Regions from separate parts of the Gossypium hirsutum genome. Here region 2 is linked to region 1. The links are chromatin contacts, called in public Hi-C maps. All regions are on one chromosome and are shown on one strand. The core of a region is the stretch at or near the end of the contact, and the rest is flanking DNA. Distances in the headings are between cores, read along the strand shown.

Region 1 (4,307 bases), core at 1,591-4,090:
CTAGCACATGGTTTGGCACATGGGCGTGTGAGGTCATTTCGAAGTGTACATGGCCTGGCATACTAGCTTGTAGCTTGGCCGTGTGACCCAAGTTAATGAGTTACACGAGCATGGACACGGGCTGGGACACGGCCATGTGTCCCTACTTCGAATGTCCACACGGGCGTGTGACCCCTACAATTTTGAAAATTTTCATTGTTTCTTGAAAAATCTATAAGCTTCTGATTTAGTCCCGACTTGTTTCTATATGTTTTTAGGGCCTTAGGGCTCCTATAAGGAACAATATACACGTTATGGATTAGTTTTGTTATGTTTAATGATGTGAATTAAAATGTTTTTAAAATTTTTGTTTGTTTGAAATGTACACTCCAGTAATGCTCGTACCCCTATTCTGGCGACGAATACGGGTTAGGGATGTTACAAAGCTAGTAGCTTACTCTATTAAATTGTAAATTGAGGTTAGTTGTTGTTTAATGCCTATGAACTTACTAAGCATTTTGTTAGCTTGATCAATCAATCAAAATAGCCAAGAGGAGGTGAATTGGCATTTTAAAAATTTGTGGGAGCAAAGGAAAAAGTATAAGACAATGAGCAAAAGAAATTTATAGTGGTTAGGCCCCAATTGCCTACTCTACTACCTTAGCTTTCCATAACTAAGGATTTTTCTAAATTCACTAATTTGATGAACTTTTAAGGACAATGTTAAACCTTACAACCCCCTTAAAATTTCTACCAAAATCTTAAGATACAAACCCTCTTAAAAGAGCAAACAAAGAAATAATCCTTCCAAGATTAGGATGTTTTCCAATTAAGCACTAATACAAAGAAAACACTTGAGCTGATAGAAAAACAATGAATGCTCACAAATGTATACAAGAAATATGTGAAGAATTTTTTTGCACAAAGGTTGATAGGATAAACCTTTTGATCTTACTCCCAAATTGATTTCCAACCGTTGTGATTGTTGTGAAATTGAATAGAGTTGTTGGGATGTAAAAGACTAGAACATTAATGCCACATGCAACAATAGGCATCGATAATTTTTTATAGGTATCGATACTTAGAGCATTTAATGTCCAATTTAGTGACTGTTGGCCATTTTCACATCGATACCTGGAGAGATTTATCAATACTTGATTAAAAGTATCGATATTTTTTTATGGGTATCGATACTAGGGTAATTTTTTGAATAATTTTCAAAACATCAAACCTTAAAATCATATTAATACCAATAGAGGGTATCAAAATTTTTTTATAGGTATCGATACTAATACTTTTTCTCAATTCTCATTCGAAGTCAGAATGCCAATTTCGTATCAATATTGAAAAAGGTATCAATAAAAATATCATGGTATCGATACTTAATGATAAGTATTGGTATTTTTACTTTGATAAAAAAATCCATAATGGCATTTTCGTATCGATACTAAGAATATGAATCGATAAAAATGTATATGTATCGATACATATTGAAAAATATCGATACTTGTTGTTTTTGCTCAATGTTTCTGAACTTCAAAGCTTAGAAAACAACTTTATAAGTATTAGGGAGCAATTTTTCACTTGTTTTAAGAAGTTTGAAATTTGTTCAAAGTATTTTTTAAGTGTTCAAAGTGATTCTCAAAGTGTTTGAAATTTTTTTACTTTAAACTTAATTAAGTCTTTGTTAAAAAACAATTTGTATTAAAAGATATTATATTTGTTATATCAAAATATTTTATCAAATAAAACTTGGTTTAACACATTCGATATGATTACTCCATTGCTTTCCCTTTTCTTGTATATTGCCAACTTGTGAATTGTTGAGAAGCTCACACTATCCTGTTATTGATCCGATAGTTTTCAATCATTTTAAGCTTGGTTTTGTGGCATATATATAGGTGTCTTGTATTTGGTTAACCTTGAATGATAACTTAGTTTAAAATCTATTTTATGTATGACTTTGCCTAATGGTAATGCTTGTTGAGATGATATGCTTTTGGTAAATGGTTTGAGTTGTGATTATGACATTTGAAATGGTAATATTAGATGTGAATTGATAATGATAAAGATGGTAAATGGTAAATGGTTAATGGTTGATATGTAAACTTTTATAAAGGAATGATATGTTTAAAGGCCATGTAGATGTTATAAGTTGAATTGATGATGAATGTGATTACTTGGACATGTTTGGGTATGAAATTGAAGTGGCTTTGTGCAAGTAAAGTTGTGCATTGAATAATAAGGTAAAAACGAAAGAATAAAAGAGTACATGCTTATAATTATTTTTTTAAATAACATAATATTATATAATATCATCATTAACTAAAATGATCTTACATATCTCTTCGTTATCCTTTGAATATTTCATTTTAAAATACTTTTAATTTATTAATGCTAATATTTTTCATTCTTTTTATCGATGATTTTACTTAAATGTAATAGATACTATTTATAAATTTAAATTTAAATTGATATATAACTTTAATACTAATTAAGTGATAGTTAAAAGATAAAATCAATCTCTATTTTTTAATGTAAAAAATCAATCCCTCTTTATATACTTAGATTTCTATTCAAATTATAACTTTATTTATTTTAACATTAATTATTAGTTATTTTGACTTATTGAAAGTCACTATGCTTAGATTTTTATTTAAGTCATAATTCTATTTTAGAGTCAATAAAATAATCACAAATTAATTTTAAATAAAGTTATAATTAATAGTATTAAAGTGAAATATATTTTAAACATTAATTTAATAATATAGTAAAATATAAAAAATATTCTTGTGAATTTAAAAGTTTTTTAAAAGTTGTAGTTTAATATATAATACAATAAAATAATATACAGATAGTTTACATTGTTTTCTGCCTAATTTTGATTATGCCATAATCTAAATTACCCGCACCAGCTCAACAGACTCGAGGTTACCCACACCAGCTAAAACAGCCTCGAGTCTCTCCCCTTCGCCTTCAACCCGCCTGAAGCCGCACTCATGTAATCTACTGTTTCGGCCCTCCTTCCAATTTCAACAGGCGAGCGCCAGCATTCGCCACAACCCCTAAACCACCATTTGCATCCCTGTTTATAGTTCTCATTTCGTTTGATTTTGAAGGCTACATTCTAATTTCACTTTGGCCTCCTTTGTTGATTTATTCTCTTCTCTGCCCTTGGTGAATACAAGTTAGGGTTTCAAAAATTTCTGAACCCCGCCAAAGAAACTTGAAAGTCCCGTTTGTTTTTTTTGTTTGTTTTCATTCTGTTCTCAGTTTTTCTTGAGTTTTATACTTTGATATCAGTAGATTTTCATGTTATTTAATTGATGTTGGGGAAATCTAAACTGAAACGATATTGTGCAGCTTCCGCGTTGCAGTTTGGCGTCCATAGTCTTTTTCACCGAAGAAGAACCCTTAGGTTTTCCTAGCAAAAGGTTCCGCATCCCCTAATTTAATTTATTTACCTCTTAATTTCTGGGTATAATAGATGTTTCCGATTGAGTTATGTTTAATTTGAATAATTTCAATTTCCTTAGTTACTGGGAATCCAAGCTATCGGGTTTTCTTTTTGCATGCATTATGATTTTTTTTTTTGTAACATGTTCTTAGGTGAAGCCTGTTTTCATTTCTATTTACAGTTTTGGAGATGAATTGTCTTGACGTTGTGGACTTATCTAGTGATGATGAACTTGGAGAGGTCGACCTGAAACCTGTTAAATTGGAACCTGGTACCATTGGGAGCATGATACAGCAGCAACAGAACCATAGCGTTCAACCTGTTAAGCTTTTCAGTTCCAAAACACAAGCTAGAAAACAAGCCTCTGAAGAAAATAAAAGCTCAAATAATGCTTTAAGTACTGGTCAAAGTAGTACTAGTGTTTTGGAGCAATGCCAGTCTCCAGGGGATGATACAGGGGTCTGTTCGACATCAGCTGTATCTCCAGCACCAATTTGTCGACAATTCTGGAAAGCTGGGAGCTATGAAGGTGGCCTTGGTTCCAAGGTCACGCTACAAAGTATGTAGCTATCAGTCTAATGAATTGTGATTCCCTAATTGCTGATCCATCTTAACTTTTTATTGTGCTTTTTTTTTTTAAAAAAAACAACAACAGATAGCACAAATTATCTACATGTGCACCCCTTGTTTCTTCATTCAAATGCCACCTCACATAAGTGGGCTTTTGGTGGTATGTCTAGCTTATGCAGATAATTTTTTATACTTCGTACATTTTCTTTTGGCAATGAGTACCTTTGCATGATTACACTGTATTTTGTTTGTTATTTGTTTGCAGCTGTTGCTGAACTACTTGACAATGCCATTGATGAGG
Region 2 (4,751 bases), core at 315-2,814, 640 kb after region 1:
TTGTTTATACATCGATCAATTCGCATTATAAATAACATAATAACATATGATTTGAAATAGCTTTAATTCGATAACCAATTATACGAACTTACCTTGACGACTAGGGCGTAGAAGTTAAATCGAGCTATTCTGAAGCTTTTGCTTTGCCTTGATCTAGGTCTGAACATGGTCTATCTTGATCTAAATAGAAAATTTCAATCCCTTTAAAACTTATAGTATTCAATTTAATCCATAGTTCATATTTATGCAAAATTATTATTTTACCCCTAAAATTTTAATTTTTTCACAATTTAGTCCTTAGACTAATAACTTAAAATCTAACCATTTTAATAAAAATCCATGTTAACTAAACATGCAAGGGAGCTTGAAACAACCCATATTTGTCATCATTTCACAATAAAACCCTAGAATTTATGCATTTAACAAATTAATCCCTAATTTCAAATTTTGAAGTGTTACATATGTAGAAATGCATTAAACCCATTTGCAAGAACCACTTGCAAATAGAGATTGAAGTAGTGGAGAGCCTTAGGCTTGGGCTTTGTCTTGGGCATGGTGAAGGGCTTGATTTAGTCATTCTAGGGCTTGATCTAGTCATTCTTATTTCTCCCATGATCAGTTTGCTTGTCATGTTATTAAGAGATTATCTCGAGTATCATAATTTGTTTTTTCAGATTTACTCTCACCGGAACAACAAAGCTTCAATATATATAAGAAATTAAGTACATGCGCATCTAACTTGTAAAAGATAAAATATTATCATTAAGGTTTTGCTCATATCAATTACCATTAGAGCATGGAAAATATTAAGATAAGAAAATATTAGTTTCCTTCCAGGTAACAAAAAGCAGGTCTAATTTGTTGCACAATCTCCTAAAAATCTCCAACCAAAATTATATACACAAAATAGACAAAAACTTGCACCAATGAATAATGGCATATCAACTCAAAATTTTAACAGAGTTAAGTTTTTTAGCAGGGGCAAAGCCAGAATAATATTTAAGAAGGGCCGAATGAAATTTTAATTTTTTATAGTTTATATCTTTATAATTTGTAAAGAATTAAATTAAATTTTTATAATTTTAAAAGAATCAAAATATAATTTTACCTTTACTAATTTAAAACTTTTAAAAAATTTTAAGAGTCTAAATAATAATTTTATATTTTAGGGAGTCGGGGCCGGGGCCATGTCAGCCCCTAGCTTCGCCACTTGTCTTGGGACATATTATGACACAAAATTTCAAATATTACATTGAAATATTTTGGTACAGATTTCATATTACTCATTCAGATAAATTTTAGGGAACATTAACCTTAATTTTTTAAAAAAAGAGGAATACGAATGGGACATGAAACTGTTCGGAAAATGTGGCTGGCTGGGACGAGCTAATCAAAAACAGTTTTTTAAGTGAAATGAAAATGGTCCGTTGAAACCACGTAGCAAAAGAGATGATTACAATTTGCAAGTCTAAAAAGTGGATCCCACTTTGAACCGTTGACACTCTTCCACGGCCATCACCGGTCTTCTTTTCCTTCCATAAATTTATTTATTTCAAACCACACACCGAAAAAGTAATTTCTAAGAAAATAAAAATAGTAAAATCTTTTTTCTTCTTTAACAAGTACAAGAGGAAAGGAGATTGACAAATTATTCTTAGGAGGAGAATCTATTCTCTCTCTTTGTCATAACAGCCGTAGCATCTTTCGTCAACAACTCTTTCCTTCCGAGGTTCTTCAGCTGCTTCTTTCATTTTCATATTTATTCTCTATTTACATGTCATTTGAGCTGAATTATTTTTAATTTTTTTTGTTGATTGTTGGATATTTTCAGCGTTTTTCTGTCTGTGCTTCTTTTTAATATGCCGTTGTTTAACGTTAATGGGTCATCTTTCATTTTCCTTAAAAGAGGACTTCTTTCTTCTGTTTTTATTTTTATTTTTAATTTTTATGATTGAGATTTTTAATTTGACAAAGTTGTTTTAATTATTCGCCTTTATTTTTGGTGATAAAGAATCACTTTAGGGTTTTCTTCGTGCAGCGTTCTTACAATAGCTTGGTGTTTTTAGTAAATTGTTTTAGGGTTTATCTGGATGGCTGATGGGAGAATTGGATGTATCTTGACGAAAGTTTGAATCTTTGTTATCTAATCTCAATCGTTTCTTTCGATTCAGCAGAGTTCACAGGGATTTGAAGCGTAAATAAGATCTTATTAAGATATAGTTTGGGGGTGTAGATATTGCTACCTGTTTTGTTTAAACATGGTGATGGTAGAGTCGATTGCAACAACTTCACTTCTTGGACACCGCCCTTTATGTGGAAGATTTTCCGCTAGGGATGTCTCCTGCAAACAAAAATCTTTGAGTAACTGCCTGTCTCCTTTCAAAGAATTTATTGGCAAAACGATCGTTGTTCCTCCTTCGCCAAGATTGAGAGTGGAAAGGTTAGTTAATTCATCCATCAAGGCGCTTGCAATGGAGCTGACAAAAGAGGTTTATGCATATGAAGGAAAAGCACCAAGAAACTGGAGTTATCTGCTTGATACTAGTGTAGAGCAAAAGCCTCGCTTATGGTCGCCGGAGAATAGAGCTGATAATCCTTCTTTACACAATCCCTTGCTTCGACAAGAAAGGATGGGCTGTGGTTGGTTAGGCGCTTTATTTGAATGGGAAGGAGTTATAGTTGAAGATAATCCTCAGCTTGAGAAGCAAGCCTGGCTGGCTCTTGCTGAGGAAGAAGGAAAATCTCCTCCCCCTGCCTTTATCCTCAGAAGAATAGAAGGGATGAAAAATGAGCAAGCAATTTCGGAAGTTTTGTGCTGGTCAAGAGATCCAGCACAATTGAGAAGAATGGCTGCAAGGAGGGAAGAAGTTTACCAAGCTCTGCAAGGTGGGATATATAGATTACGTAATGGTTCCCAAGAGTTTCTACATGCCTTGACACGTTACAAGATACCAATGGCATTGGTATCTACCCGGCCAAGAAAAGTTCTTGAGACTGCCATTCGACCCATTGGGATGGAAGGGTTCTTCAGCGTCATTGTTGCGGCAGAAGATGTTTACCGGGGAAAACCAGATCCTGAAATGTTTGTTTATGCTGCACAGCTTCTGAAATTTATACCTGAGCGCTGCATTGTGTTTGGGAACTCTAATCAGACAGTTGAAGCTGCTCATGATGCATGGATGAAGTGTGTGACGATTGCTAGCAAGCATCCAGTATATGAGCTTGGGGCTGCAGACTTGGTGGTGAACCATTTAGATGAGCTCTCAATTGTTGACCTGAAGAACCTTGCTGATATAGAGTTGGCTGAATTTGGTTCCAGGGAGCCTGAGTCAGAGTTGGAGATAGAGGAAGAAGAGTCTCGGCCATCTACCTCAATAGCAATAGATGATATTTTCTGGTAACTTCAAAAGAATTTTACATTCATATGGTTCCTGGTGATAAGGTTTCCCAGTGGACCTGATGTGTATAACAAAAAAAAGAAAAAAAAGAAAAAAAAAGGGGGGAAATGTGGTCTGCATTGGACTACTTTTAACATGGCAGTGTATGTACTAGTAGTTGTATGATGTATATGCTGTACTTAACTGACTCGTTGTTCCATGCTTCATTGTGTATAGCTGCTTGCTTTAGATATTCTGCATTTGTTATCTTGACTGGTTACTTCCGCAGATTATGACGTGGGGGCTGCTTTGGTTTTCAGAATTTTCTGGATGCTTATGTTTTCCTTTAACTTGATCAAAAGCCATTCAGTTTCTTGTTTCTGGACATTTTGACTCTATATCTTATGGGTGGACTCAGGTTGAGGTCGCTCTTTCTGCTTGTTCATTCTTTAAATTTTGATATAACGAGGAGGCATGGGTGGTATTTTGGCAGGTGATTACGGTCAAGCTTGAGTTGCATCAATAGCGCGGGTTTGAGATAGCCGCTCCTTCCTACCTGTATGATAATTGCTGAAATAAATGATTTGACTTGCGATCAGTTTTATATTTAATATTAAAATATCTTTTTTTCTTATAGCTTTTAATATTTAACTAGTATTCCCGAATAGTTACTGAATATAAATGGAGTTGGGTTTTAGCAAGGTTGTAACTGCCAACGATCTCGAAGTCTTATTCTTGCATTTATCTCTCCGTGGTGTCTATTGGTAGTAATTTATGTTGCAGGAATCTCGTATAAATTTGCAAATCGAATTTATGTTAATGAGAAATCAAAGTTATCTATAAGAAAACTAAATTTGGAAGGAAGGTTTTGAGGTCTTGTGATTAAATTGTATTATTTGTATGTATTTTTTTATATTAGGAATGATTTCGAGATCTATGAGGAACTTGTGAGGCCAAGGTGGGTTTTTTTTTTTTTTTTTTGCGTTAGCAGCAATCATATATTTGGCTTCTATAGTGGAGTCTACGGTACAACTTTGCTCGACATTTCTCTACATTATTGCTATGCAACTTAGGACAAAAACCTTAGGACATAAACACAACTTAATGTTGATTATTTTTAATCTCCACATGATTGAATGTTCGAATCAATATATCCAATGAGAGTTAAATCCCTTTTTAAATATACTAGCATATATAATCTCTTGTTCTATGTAAATACTTGAGTATATGCTTAATTGTTTGTTAGTATCTTGTATCAAGATTCGCTTGATATCGACTCACTAATCTTATTGCAAAACAAATATCCCGATGTATGTCTAATATTGCAAACATGAGACTTAGTACTACTGAAACATAAGAAAATTTTCTCACTCT

Evidence for each region. Hi-C and Micro-C count contacts between places; a contact is called where the count stands out from the background.
Region 2: a Hi-C map of leaf shows a contact between it and region 1, with 4 times the contacts expected there. The contact joins the promoter of LOC107922580 here to the promoter of LOC107894218 in region 1. A contact is called at or near these places in 3 of 34 Hi-C or Micro-C datasets (callus, leaf and seedling).

Annotation. Positions count from the first base shown.
Region 1 is chrA13:48,506,847-48,511,153 of Gossypium_hirsutum_v2.1, forward strand. It overlaps LOC107894218 (protein MICRORCHIDIA 6), which reads left to right and starts at 2,841. Exons shown (of 22, transcript XM_016819458.2): 1 at 2,841-3,166; 2 at 3,343-3,413; 3 at 3,618-3,995; 4 at 4,092-4,166; 5 at 4,272-4,306. The coding sequence starts at 3,626.
Region 2 is chrA13:49,148,112-49,152,862 of Gossypium_hirsutum_v2.1, forward strand. It overlaps LOC107922580 (5-amino-6-(5-phospho-D-ribitylamino)uracil phosphatase, chloroplastic), which reads left to right and starts at 1,565. Exons shown (of 3, transcript XM_016852672.2): 1 at 1,565-1,729; 2 at 2,175-3,397; 3 at 3,871-4,009. The coding sequence starts at 2,259. The coding sequence ends at 3,874.